2 separate regions of the Ovis aries genome follow, and region 1 is linked to region 2. The links are chromatin contacts, called in public Hi-C maps. All regions are on one chromosome and are shown on one strand. The core of a region is the stretch at or near the end of the contact, and the rest is flanking DNA. Distances in the headings are between cores, read along the strand shown.

Region 1 (7,063 bases), core at 3,790-6,289, 76 kb after region 2:
GTATCAATGAAGACTCAACACAATAGAAATAAATAAATTTAATTTTAAATAAATAAACACATCTCCTACTTGTGGTCACAAAATTCTCTTAAAAGTTCCATATATCTTTTTTCTTCCAGTTTTATTGAAATTAAATTGACATACCACACGATACAGGTTTAAAATGTACAACATTAGGATTTGATTTACGGACCTCACAAAGTGGTTTTCACTAGTGAGCATCCATCATCTCATACATATACAAAGTTAAAGAAAAAGTGTTATCTTGTGATGAGAACTTGGGATTTACTCTAACTTTTCATGTACAACATACAGCAGTGTTAATTACACTTATCTTATTGTACATTTCACCCTTCATACTATCTATCTTATAACTGGAAATTTGTACCTTTTGACCGCCTTCATCCAATTTCCCCTCCCCCAACACCCTAAACCCCGACCCTCCCCCCAGAAGATCTCAAAAGTTCACAAAGTATACAACACCACAGTTATTATTAACTTTTACAGAAATAATGAAAATTGTATTAATTTACCACTTGTATATCAAAGGTGACATGTTGTGGCAGGCATGGAAATGTGCCACTCAGATCCTTCTTCAAGAAAGGACTTGCCTCCCTGCTCAGGGGCCAAAGGTATGATAAGCAGATGGCCTTCAGCTGTCAGCACATTCAGGGTCTGCCTCAGCTTTGGGTCCTGCCCTGCCCATGGCTGCCATATACTATTTGAGGGAGGAAGAAGTACAAAGGGCAGAGTGGGACACTCCATCCTACAATACTGACTCCAGACCTTCCTGTCTCATCATCTGCTTTCAGCAAACCTAACTGCAGTGCAAATTAACTCACACAACCAACATGAACAGAATTGCTATCTCAGACCTCTTCCAGCACATAAGACTTCAAATGTGGTATATCAGTCAAAATTCCTGTTACTACTCCCCAAGATGATTTTCCTTGAGCTCCAAGTAACTAACCAAGTTCCTTTTTAATGGTGAAGCTCTACCTGCTTACCCAATATATTCAGTTCAGTCCAGTCGCTCAGTCGTCTCCGACTCTTTGCAACCCCATGGACTGCAGCACACCAGGCCTCCCTGTCCATCACCAACTCCCAGAGTTTACTCAAACTCATGTCCATGATGAATTGAGTCAGTGATGCCATCCAACCATCTCATCCTCTGTCGCCCCCTTCTCCTCCCACCTTCAATCTTTCCCAGCACTGGGTCTTTTCAAATGAGGCAGCTCTTCGCATCAGGTGGTCAAAGTATTGGAGTTTCAGCTTCAACATCAGTCCTTCCAATGAATATTCAGGACTGATTTAAATCTTATTTGAAATCATTTACTGCTTGATATTAATATGCATGAGCACACCCCACTTAGGCACACATAGCTTATAGTTTCCACAACTTCATTGTACCTAATCTTGGTGACACATTGTGGCAGACATGGAAATATGCCACTCAGATGCCAATTAGCTATGGGAACTTGGGCAATTTATTTACCAATCCATGCTCAATTTCCTTATCTGTAAAACAGGATTTGTCATCTGATAGGCAAAATAAAGGACAAAAACAGCAAGAACCTAAAGAAGCAGAAGAGATTAAGAAGAGGAGGCAAGAACACACAGAAGAACTGTATAAAAAAGGTCTTGCTGCTGCTAAGTCGCTTCAGTCGTGTCCGACTCTGTGCGACCCCATAGACAGCAGCCCCCCAGGCTCCCCCATCCCTGGGATTCTCTAGGCAAGAATACTGGAGTGGGTTGCCATTTCCTTCTCCAATGCATGAAAGTGAAAAGTCAAAGTGAAGTCGCTCAGTCGTGTCCGACTCTTAGCGACCCCATGGACTGCAACCTACCAGGCTCCTCTGTCCATGGGATTTTCCAGGCAAGAGTACTGGAGTGGGGTGCCATTGCCTTCTCCAAAAAGGTCTTAATGACTTGGATAACCACAATGGCATGATCACTCACCTAGAGCCAGACATCCTGGAGTGTGAAGTCAAGAGGGCATTAGGAAGCATTACAACCAACAACCTCCTCGTGGAGGTGATGGAATTCCAGATGAGCTATTTAAAATCCTAAAAGATGATGCTGTTAAAGTGCTGAACTCAATAGGTCAACAAATTTGGAAAACTCAGCAATGGCCATAATACTGGGAAAGGTCAGTTTTCATTCTAATCCCAAAGAAGGGCAATGCCGAATAATGCTCAAACTACCATATAATTGCACTTCACATACTTGCAAGGTAATGTTCAAAATGCTTCAAGCTAGGCTTCAGCAGTATGTGAACTGAGAACTTCCAGATGTACAAACTGGATTTAGATCCATGGGATCATAGAGAAAACAAGGGAATTCCAGAAAAATTACTTCTGCTTCACTGACTATGCTAAAGCCTTTGACTGTGGATCACAACAAACTGTAGAAAATTCTAAAAGAGATGGGAATACCAGACCACATTTTCTGTCTCCTGAGAAACCAGTACACAGCAAGAAGCAACAGTTAGAACCGGACATGGAACAACAGTCTGGTTCAAAATTGGGAAAGGAGTATGTCAAGTACATATGTTGTCATCCTGCTTATTTAACTTATATGCAGAGCACACCATGTGAAATGCAGGGCTGGATGAATCAAAAGCTGGCATCAAGACTGCTGGGAGAAATATCAGATATGCACATGATACCACTCTAATGGCAGAAAGGGAAGAGGAACTAAAGAGCCTCTTGATGAAGGTGAAAGAAGAGAGTGAAAAAACTGGCTTAAAACTCAACATTCAAAAAACTAAGATCACGGCATCTGGTCCCACCACTTCATGGCAAATAGAAGGGGAAAAAGTGGAAACAGTGACATATTTTCTTTTCCTGGGCTCCATAATCACTGTGGACTGTGACTGCAGCCATGAAATAAAACACACTTGCCCCTTGGAAGAAAAAGCTATGACAAATCTAAACAGCATATTAAAAAGCAGAGACATCACTTTCTCAACAAAAGTCCGTATAGTCAAAGCTATATTTTTCCCATAGTCATGTACAGTTGTGAGAGTTGGACCATAAAGAAGATTGAGCACCAAAGAATTGATGCTCTCGAACTGTGGTGCTGGAGAAGACTCTTGAGAGTCCCTTGGACTGCAAGGAGATCAAACCATTCGATCCTAAAGGAAATCAACAACCCTGAATATTCATTGGAAGGACTGGTGCTGAAGCTGAAGCTCCAATCCTTTGACCAACTGATCTGAAGAATTGACTGATTGGAAAAGATCCTGATGCTGGGAAAGACTGAGGGCAGAAGAAGGGGACGACAGAGGATGAAATGGTTGGATGGCATCACCGATTCAATGGACACGAGTTTGAGCAAGCTCCATGAGACAGTGAAGGACAGGGAAGCCTGATATGCTGCAGTTCCTGGGGTTGCACGATTTAGTGACTAAACAACATCTGATAGGGTTGTAAATAGTAAATGAGCTAATACTTTAGAAAGTGTGTAGATAGAATAGCCCCTGCCCACACTGTGTATTCAGTAAATGCTACCCATTACCACTATTGGTCAGAGTTTCACATTGCCTGTATATTTTATCTGTCTCAGCAACCAACATTCTATAATAATCTATTGACTAAGCAACTACAGAAAAATTTCTCCTTTCAAGCCCCTTACTGATCAGACTGCAGATTTTAGGACCAAGGTTAAATTTCAGACTTCACTTCAGTTGAATTTGTTATCAGCTGAATGTCTTGAATTATTTCATTCCATGAAAATGTAAACCAGATGTGTGAAGATTAAATTGGGAGCATATTTGTAAAAGGCCCTTCTGAAATAGAAAACTTATGAAAATGTGGGGAATTTTTCCAATATTGTTAAGAGCTAGACAATTCCTTCAATTACAATGTGATCTTTGCTCTTCAAGTAAAATTCCGCCCCTTCAGCAAAGTGATTCCCCCCTTGGTGGTTCAAAAGCTCAAATGAAACCAATTTAACAGGAATAATTTTAAAATAATAATGAAGACATATGGATAGTCTGCTGCTGCTAAGTCGCTTCAGTCGTGTCCGACTCTGTGCGACCCCACAGATGGCAGCCCACCAGGCTCCCCGTCCCTGGGATTTTCCAGGCAAGAGTACTGGAGTGGGGTTCCACTGCCTTCTCCAATGGACAGTCTATCATGAGGCAAAGTTCTGAAGTTGCTGAAATGACTGTAAAACATTAAGAACCAAATGTTGACATATATTATCAGTCTTAGGAAATCATCTAGTTCAGTCCTCCCAAAGATTCTGCTGAATAAGAGGCTAGACGTCTTTCAATGCCGAAGAAATTTATTCACATGTCCAAGAAGAGCAAAGTTAGGAAAAACAAAAGCTGCCCTTGGTTTTGACCACAAGTTAGGAATTTCCTATCATTGGCGCAGCGCCTGAAAACAAGATTCAACTTTCTTGACTTGGTTATTTCTATGGGGCCTTGAAAATCTAAAATATTGCAAACCATTGGACTCACTGTTTAATGCTACCCGTATGTCAACAAATTCCTTCCAAGAAGTGTGCATATTTCAAGATGCCAATTTGGAAAAACAGACTGCACGTCTCCACGACAGATCTCACACAAAATAGAATTGAATACACGGCTCGAAGCCTTTTGCTGTTTTGTTTTTAAAAACAGGGGAGGGGGATAGGAGAACTGAGCTTAAAACACCCGAAGTAGGAACGGGGGAGCCTGGTGGGCTGCCGTCTATGGGGTCGCAGAGTCGGACACGACTAAAGCGACTTAGCAGCAGCAGCTATCAAACAGTGTTCTAGAGCGCTGGGCATTCCTCGGGGAGAGAGCCACTAGCGGAGGGTGCAGAGACACAGCAAGCGGACTCTTTCCCATTGACACAGCTGAAACGCCGCCATCCCTACATATTCCTACATGTGGCTCCCGACCCGATCTGGGGTCACCAGGGAGCTCGGGAGAGTGCAGCGCCCCGGCGACATGTCGCTCAGCTCTCAGCTCGGCCCACTAGGGGCCCCCGACACGCCAGCTTCTGGGAGGGGCGGGGAAGAGAGAGGGCGTTTTCTGCCCAGATTCCAGTGGGAAAACAAGGAAAAGAGGAGGCAGTTGCGCAACCTGGGCTTGGGGTGCGGCTCCGGGAACAAAGAGCGCGTGAAAGGACCAGCAGCCGAGGCTCTGCAAATGCACTCAAATCAACACCGGGGCTGAGCCCTACTGCATAAAGGCACGCAGGTTTCTCGAAGCCAATCCAGCGCTACAGGATCACAAATGCTATCTCGCAGCACCCAGGACTCTGCATTGTAAACAAGCGCCCGGGCTGCTCGAACCCAGGGATATCTGAAAACTATCGCTTCTCGTCGGGTATTAGCTCAGCCTCAAGCGAACGCCCTAAACCAGAGCGATAGCGGCGGCTGCGGCTGGCCGGCTCCTCAACCGACCTTGGTCCTTTCCTTTGGTCCCGCCCCACTGCTCAGCGCGGATAGGTGGCGGGGAGCAATTCTGGCGCTGATTGGGCGGCGGCAAAGTCGCTCGTGGAGACTGTAAGTGGGGGTGCCCTAGTGTGCTAAATTTATCTTCAGACAAGCGACCGCGCCAGCCGCGAATCGGATGTCTATGGAGGTGGCATAGGCGATATCCCTGAGCTGAGAGCATCGCCCGGCCCCCCGAATCCTTCTTCCCTCTGTTTTGTTTTTCATTTTCTCCCTTCCTCCCTCCCCCCTCCCCCTTCCAGTCCGCGACGACTGGCTCTTGACCCCGTTCAGGCCTCGGTGAAGGTGAGGACCAGAGCCGCCGTGGCGGCTGAGTGGTGCGCTCTGAAATGGCCGCTGCCGTGAGCTTTGTAAAATGGCGGGCGCCGGCGCTGCTGGGGACCGCGGCGCTGCTCTGCAGCCCAGCCGCAGCAGAGACCATTCTCTTCATCGCCGATGGAGATGAGAAAGATAGTGTCGGGTTCTGAGACGGTTTCCTGTGGTTGTTAGCTAAGGCGACCGCCCGGGGACGCGAGAGGAGTTCCGTAGGCGAGGGTGGATTCCCACAGGAAGCCAGCCCCAGCTGTGGCTGGCAGCGCGCACCTGTGACAAGGAGGAGCCGAGGGATATAGCTGGCTGGGCAGCCCATCGAAGTGACCGTTTTAAAAAGCACTTAGGTACTCGATGGGGTGTCCGTGCCCACTTTCTGCCTCAGCTTTTTGAACAGTCTGCCCTCCTCCCCAGCCCTCCTGCCCCAAGGGTATTGTTCAGAGCAGGAACCACCCGAGGGAGGGGGTGAATGGATGGTGTTACCTGTCAGTTTAGCCAGAAGAAACAAAAGATGAGGGTTCCCCCCGCTCCTTTTCAGGGAGTCAAATAGAAACTTTACTCTTTAGGGAGTCCAGCCTCTTTGTCCTCGAAAGATTCAGGAGAGCACCTCTGAAAATGTGGAGATTAGGCCCTCGTTCCTGAAAACAAAGCGCACCACTCGTGTCCTTCCCTAGTAGCCAGGGAGAGAGATTGTAAACTTTTAGGACACCCATTGACTCCACGAAGTTATCTGCAACTAAGGCCCACTCGGGACTGTGGTAGAACAGTCTGCTCTTTAGCTGCCAATAATGAAGGTGTACGGCATTCTGCTGCCAGTTTGAGACCCTCGACTTTCTGGCAGTAATAACCCATGGTATAGATCATTCATTTCTCTGTGCACCGTCCAACTCCTGGTCCCAGATTTTTAGTGCTTGTGAAATTAAGAGTATTTGGGGACACACAAGCAATGACGAGGCACGTGGGCTCTGCAGTCGAACTTTCTGGGTATTGTTAATTCTTCACAGATGCCTTAACTTAGCAGGGGACTTAAGCTCCCATTTGTTCATCCTTAAAGGATTGTTAATAATAGCCCCTAACTCTCAAATTCGTTTTGAGGATTAAATGAGCTCATCTATAAGGGATTTAGCAGTTACTGGCACATAGTAAACAATGATCACTCAGTGAATGTTAGTAACCTTAAGGATCTTGGTTATTGAGAAGAGAGTGTTTATAACAAAAAGGCATAGTTCTTGTAACCTTTCCGTGTATAATTCCATTTTAGATTACTTAAAATGCTTAGTTTTAGAGACATTAAGTTGTGGCT
Region 2 (6,144 bases), core at 2,596-5,095:
ACCAGTCTGAGGGTAATACACCTCCACCCAACTGCCCTACAAAAAATCCAAAGGTTACTTAAAAGGTTGAATGTCTGCCATCATATTAAAATAACAATTGGCCAGTTTTAATGGGTGAAAAGCCAGAGTTTGGAACCAACTGGCAAGTAAACAAAACTAAAATATAGGGGTAAGGGGTTTCTTTAGACAACATTTTTTTCCTGCTGATGTGTGACAGTGTGCTTGCTGTGCAAACACAGCTTTGAAACAAATTTGACCTCTCCTTCCAACCACACTGCCACCTCTTCACCTTCCTACAAAAACCCTGGACCTGCCTGTTTCTCAGGCCCCACTCCAACCCCCTCCTGCCCTCCCTCCAATTACAAGACCCAGGAAACAGCCCTTCTAGCATGCAAATCTAAAACCTTCCTGTTCCCTTTCTTCAGACGATGCTAATGAACTGTCAATATCAGAACTGTACATTGAAATACTCAGAAGCAAACAAACTGCCATACCCTGGCCTTCTGTCACCTCTGCCCTTCAGGCCATAGTGCCTTTCCTGCTCCAGCAGCTGGAAGCTGGCTTAATGGCTTAGAGTCCTCTCAGCTACAACTAGCCCTTGCCTCTCAGCCAGGTGGAAACTGCAAGGCTGAAGTCTGAAAGCTTTAGACTGAGCTGGAGGGACACCATGTGGCCATATTTGGTATCACACACCAAGCCAGGGGCTTCTGTTTTTTCTTTTTTGGCAGGGCCACAGGGCCTTGGGGATCTTAATGAACCTGGGTCCTCAGCAGTAAGAGCGTGAAGGCCTGTCCACTGGACTAGCAGGGGGTTCCCAGGGCTTCTGTTCTTTAGGTGATCTTTTAGTAAAGACTATGAAACAATGACCTGAGGATATGTGGTGAAAGGTTAAAAAAAAAAAAAAAAAAAACCTGAACCCACAATCATGTTAATGGGATTATTTCCATTTGTTCCTACTCTTAAATATTTTCTGACGGTTACAACCACAATACCCTCTCCATGAAGCATCCCTTTCTTTTCCATGGATCTCTGATCATCAGTATTTTCCACGCTCATTCGAGGTTTTAGCAACTGTTCTCTTCAGGGACAGTCGGTAGCATGTTAGCGCAATGAAATGGAATGAAAAGGCGTTCAACCATTCGGCAGGCAAGTGGTTAAGCGCCCCATTTCGGGAATGACACGGGCAGGGTTTCAAAACCCAGCTCTGCTACTGACTTAGCTGTGATCCTGGGCATGTTTCTCAACTTTCTGTATCTCAGTTTCCTCATCTGTGAAATGGGGAGAGGGAAGACTATGACCTACTGAATAGGGCTGCTATGCGAATGAAACAGTAATGTATGAGGAGACCCTTAACGCAGGCCCAGGCCATACCCCTGCTATCAGCATCATTCTTTCTAAATGCGTCCTCATGGGAGCCATCACCACTGATGCCCGCTGAGGACCTCTCTTGGATGGGAGCCCTGAAACTGCAAGTCTAAGCGTATCTCATAGCTGGAAAAGCATAAAATGAGCAGCTGAGATTTCAGAGACTAGGACCTTGGGACAGGCAAACGGGATCCGGGGTCAGGCCCCCATCCCCACTTCTCAGCATCTCTATCAAGCAGTGTGTCCCTGGTCCCCGCTCCTGCCAGTTGCAGCAGGCCCCAGATTCCTCACCTACAAGCCAAAAACGGAGTTTACCTGTAACTGCCTTCATCTAAAACACAATGTACTCAGAAATGTGGGAACAAACTTAGGATTCTCTCCAGGACACATTACCTCACGAGGTCCTGGAGATTCAGTCAAGGTCAACTTGACTTGTAACTGCCTAAAATCTGCCATGTACTCTGCCAGAAATTTCTCTACAGGAAATCATCTTGCTGCCAAATGAGGCCCAGTGAACAAAAGAAAACAGGGGAGAAAATCTCAGAGACCCCCTAGAAGAGGATGTAAGGGAATTCTCTCTCACTGATATCCTCCAGAGAGCCAGATGCCCACCTGGAGAACGAGTCTTCATGAGATCCTCTGCTGTGTGTCAGGCCAGGGGACAGAAGATAAATTTGGCCCTTCCTCTGTCCTCAAGGCCTCATCTTTTTGTAAGAGGCAGGCTTAGGGAGAGACATAGACACATATAACAACAACTTTGATAGTTTCATAAGTTATAACACAGGGCTGTTCAAGGTGCAGTGGAAACAGAATTGAGCCATTAATTCTGCCCTGAGCAGTCAGGGAAGGCTTCACTAAGAAGACCTCTTTTTTTTTTTTTTTTAATTGGAGGCTAATTACTTTATAATATTGTAGTGGTTTTTGCCATACATTAACATGAATCAGCCATGGGTGTACATGTGTTCCCCATCCTGAACCCCTCTTCCACCTCCCTCCCCATGCCATCCCTCAGGGTCATCCCAGTGCACCAGCCCTGAGCACCCTGTCTCATGAATCGAACCTGGACTGGTGATTCGTTTCACATATGGTAATATACATGTTTCAATGCTATTCTCCCAAATCATCCCACCCTTGCCTTCTCCCACAGAAGACCTCTTTTAAAGGAGGATCAGATTACAGGTGAGACTCCAGCGGGGCTGGATCCACTAGAAAGCTGTTTATTGTAATCACACAATTACCCCTGAACTAGGCCAGGGCCTTGGGCTAGTGTGGAGGGAAGGGGAGTAGCAGAACTGGCCGGAGGTGCGGGGAGGTTGGGAGCAAGCTAAAACATAGATTTCCAAGCCCTGCCCAGAGGCTTAAAGAGGGGCCCAAGGCCCTGAATATTCAGCGAGCCCCTCCCCCAGGATAATGCTACTGCAGGTGACTCCCACTCCCACCACTCTCATTAGCCCCACAGCCATCGGGTCACATCCTAGTCACCCTTCCTTCTTATGGATTCTGTGGCTTCTGCCTGGGAGGTTCCTCCGCTTCTGCTCCCCCTTGACTGTCTTCTCTTTCAAGACCCAACAGCTCAAAAACACTGATAAGGGGACTTCCCTATGGTCCAGTGATTAAGAATCTGCCTACCAATGCAGGCGACACAATTTTGATCCCTAGTCCAGGAAGATTTCACATGCCGTGGGGCAACTAAGCCAGTGAGCCACAACTACTGAAGCCTGTGTGCCTAGAACCCAAGCTCCGTAACAAAGGAAATCACTGCAATCAGAAGCCTTCACACTGCAACCAGAGAATAGCCCCCCATGCACTATAACTAGAGAAAGCCCAAGGGCAGCAATGAAGACGCAGCACAGCCAAAAATGAAATAAATAAATAAATTTTAAAACATATACATACTGATAGGTAAACCCTTTCAGATTTCAGGATATAATCTTGTGCCAGGCACCAAGTTAGTTCTTTACATAAATGATTTCATTCAATCCTCAAAACAGCCCTATAGAATAGGTCTCCTAATAAACCCCATTTTCCAGATGAGGAAACTGAGGCACAGAGCAGTTAAGTAACTGGACCCTGGTTGCACCTCTGGGACCTGTGCTTCATCTGTATCCCCCACTAGACTGCTCACAGATGTGGCTGAGGCTGTGTCTCTGAAGCCCTAGAGCCTGGGGCAGCGCCCAGCACAGTTGCTCAGTAAATGTTTGTCGAGCAAGTAAAAGAATAAACAAACACCACCTCCTTCCATCTGTGACCCTCAGCCAGCACCCAGGCAATGAATCTGCCCGCTCCCACTGCCACCTCCAGGAAGTACCAGCAGTCAGGGCATAACCCACCCTGTTGTTGACCAAGTGACCCGCAGACCAAGGAACATGACTTCCTGGACTGTTGAGCCTTTTTATTTGGCGATATCAGAGAGGGAGTGCTCTCTGTCACAACTGCAGACAGGCCTCCTCAAAGTCTCCTCCTCCTCCTCTAGGCTGCCTGCCAAGCCTCTGCCTCACAGCTGCCTGCCTCCCCTCCAGCTCTGGCTCAGTCTCTTCACCCCACCTGCCTTTCTGCTCCCCTCCCAGCATTCTTCCCCCTCCCTTCCCCCTTTATCCTCCTCCCGCTTCTCTCTAGGTTTCCCTGCCTCTTTCCTTCTCTCCCTTCCCCACCTCACTCCCTCTCTGCAGCCAGCTCTCCTTCTCTTTCTGTTGATTTGTGTGTGGTGTGCATGTGTGTGTGTGTACGTGTGTGTGGGTGTGTGCGTGCATGCGTGTGTGTGCGTGTGTGTCTGCTGCTCTCTCTCTGCTTCCCTTTCTGTCTTTCTGTTTCTCTCCTCTGTCTCTGTCTCTCTGCCTTTCTCTCTCTCCTCTGTTCTCCCCACTTCCCTTCTTCTTCTCCCCTGCCTTCACTGCCGCCCTCCCTCCTGGAACCCAGCATCACTTCCTCCCTGGCCTCTCCCCAACTCCCGGAAGGAGGTCAGTTGGCTGCCCTGGTTCCCTCCTCTCTGCGTCAGAGCCTCAAGGCCTGGGGGCCTCTGGGCCCTTGCCACCAGCCTCCCCGCTTGTATCCCTTAGGCTTCTTTCTCCTCTGAGTCTTCATTAAAGGCTTCTCCCCTCAAATCCCGCCCCACCTCCCTCCTGAGGGCTGCCTCCCCAGGCTGCTGGGGACTGTTCTCCCAGAGCTGCCCTGCAGCTCTCTCTCCCCAGCTCCCTGCAGTGGTGGGGGGATCTTATTCCTCGGGCTGGGCCTCAGGTCCTGCCAATGTAGGCCCGGAGGCCTCCCCTGGCCCCCTCTGCTTCCTTCAGACAAACTGCAGAAATCCTGGAGCAGAGCCAAAGGGGCCGGTCCCTGCTCGGAGGCCACCCAAGTGAGAAGCCAAGGGGCCTCCCTATGGAGCGCAGCCACCCTGCCAGCCCTGCAGAAAAGCCGTCAACTCCAGCACTTTGAGCCACAGCCTTAGGCCCTCCTTGGGCCAATAGGGCCTAACTGGCTCCACAGGGGCTGAGCCATCCGAGAAGGCCGGGCACTGCAGGGAGTTCAGGTCTGTTCTGCCCTCACCAGATGCCTGCAGAAGCCTTTGTTTCCAGGGCAGAAGCTGTCAGAAGACTCCAAACAGGCTTATGGGTGATAGTGGGGCCCACTGGGGGCTTAGCCAGTAAGCATAAAGCTAGGGCTGCAGGGGAAAAGGAGAGCTCAAGGAGCCCCTACCCCAGATCTCCAGGCAGCTCACTCCATTCCCTTCTTCAGTAAACATTTAACTGAGAGCCCAGTGGGTGCCAGAGATAAGCAGAACGGTTGTCCCTGCCCTATATGGGCTGGTGAGAGAGAAAAACAACTAAGCGGCAAATACAATGTGATAAATGATAAATTATCCATAAAAATGGATAATTATGAAAGGAAACATTGAGCATGTTATAAGAAATGAGCAAATGCTGTAAATTGGCAAAAGCATTTTGTTATCTTATTTCAATCCTCATTTGCAGATGAGGAAACTGAGGCTCAGCTATATAACTTAACTGCACAACTAACAAATAGCAAAGCTAGGATTCCTAAACTGCCTAACTGACCTCAAATTACTGCTCCCTACTGATATAAAACGCTATGGACAAACAGAGGGGTGAGGGGGGTTGGGGTATAAGTGGACAGAGTGGGTGAGAAGGCTTCACAGAGAAGGTGAAGCCTGCTGGGTTTTTGAAAGGTGAATAGGAACTCCCCTGGCAGCCAAGGATCACAAAGGCAATCCAGACCAACAAATGGTGTGTCCAGTCTCCTTTGATTTCTTGCAAATTTTTTCTCTAATGAATTTTTTCCCAAGCTATTCAAACTCCAACAACATTTGTTTACTAAGTACCCATAATGTAGCAAGCATTTTTTAAAATTTAAGTATAGTTGATTTACAATATTATATTAGTTTCAGGTGTACAATACGGTGGTTTAGTGTTTTTGTAAATTATGCTCAAGTTATTATAAAATAGTGATTGTTTTCCCTGTGTAGTACAATATATCCTGGTAGCTTATTTATTATATATACAGTGGTTTGCACCTTCTAATCCCCTACCCTTACCTTACCCCTCTCCTCTTCCCCTCCCTATTGATACCCACCAGTTTATTTTCTGTGAGTCTGTTTTTGTTTTGTTACATTCATTCTGATTTTTAGATTCCACGTGTAAGTGATAACATCCAGTATGTCTTTCAGCATAACACCCTGTAGGCAGGATTTCTTTTTATGGCTGAGTAGTATTCCATTGTATAGGAAAACCACATCTTTATTTGTTCATCTGTTGAGGGACACTTGGG

Evidence for each region. A called contact is a pair of places that touch in the nucleus more often than the background predicts.
Region 1: a contact with region 2 is called in a Hi-C map of tail adipose tissue, with 2.1 times the contacts expected there. The contact joins the promoter of ZBED5 here to the enhancer-like site in region 2. A contact is called at or near these places in 3 of 16 Hi-C or Micro-C datasets (liver and tail adipose tissue).

Annotation. Positions count from the first base shown.
Region 1 is chr15:41,541,092-41,548,154 of ARS-UI_Ramb_v3.0, forward strand. ZBED5 (zinc finger BED-type containing 5) reads left to right here and starts at 5,040. Exons shown (of 3, transcript XM_060399903.1): 1 at 5,040-5,502.
Region 2 is chr15:41,466,281-41,472,424 of ARS-UI_Ramb_v3.0, forward strand. No RefSeq gene overlaps it. Among named protein-coding and RNA genes, the nearest start is that of ZBED5, 77 kb to the right of the region's middle. Within about 2 kb of position 3,846, at least 43 of the 54 cell types and tissues checked have an H3K27ac peak or open chromatin away from gene starts, as enhancers often do. A contact at or near this core is called in liver and tail adipose tissue, where this site is marked.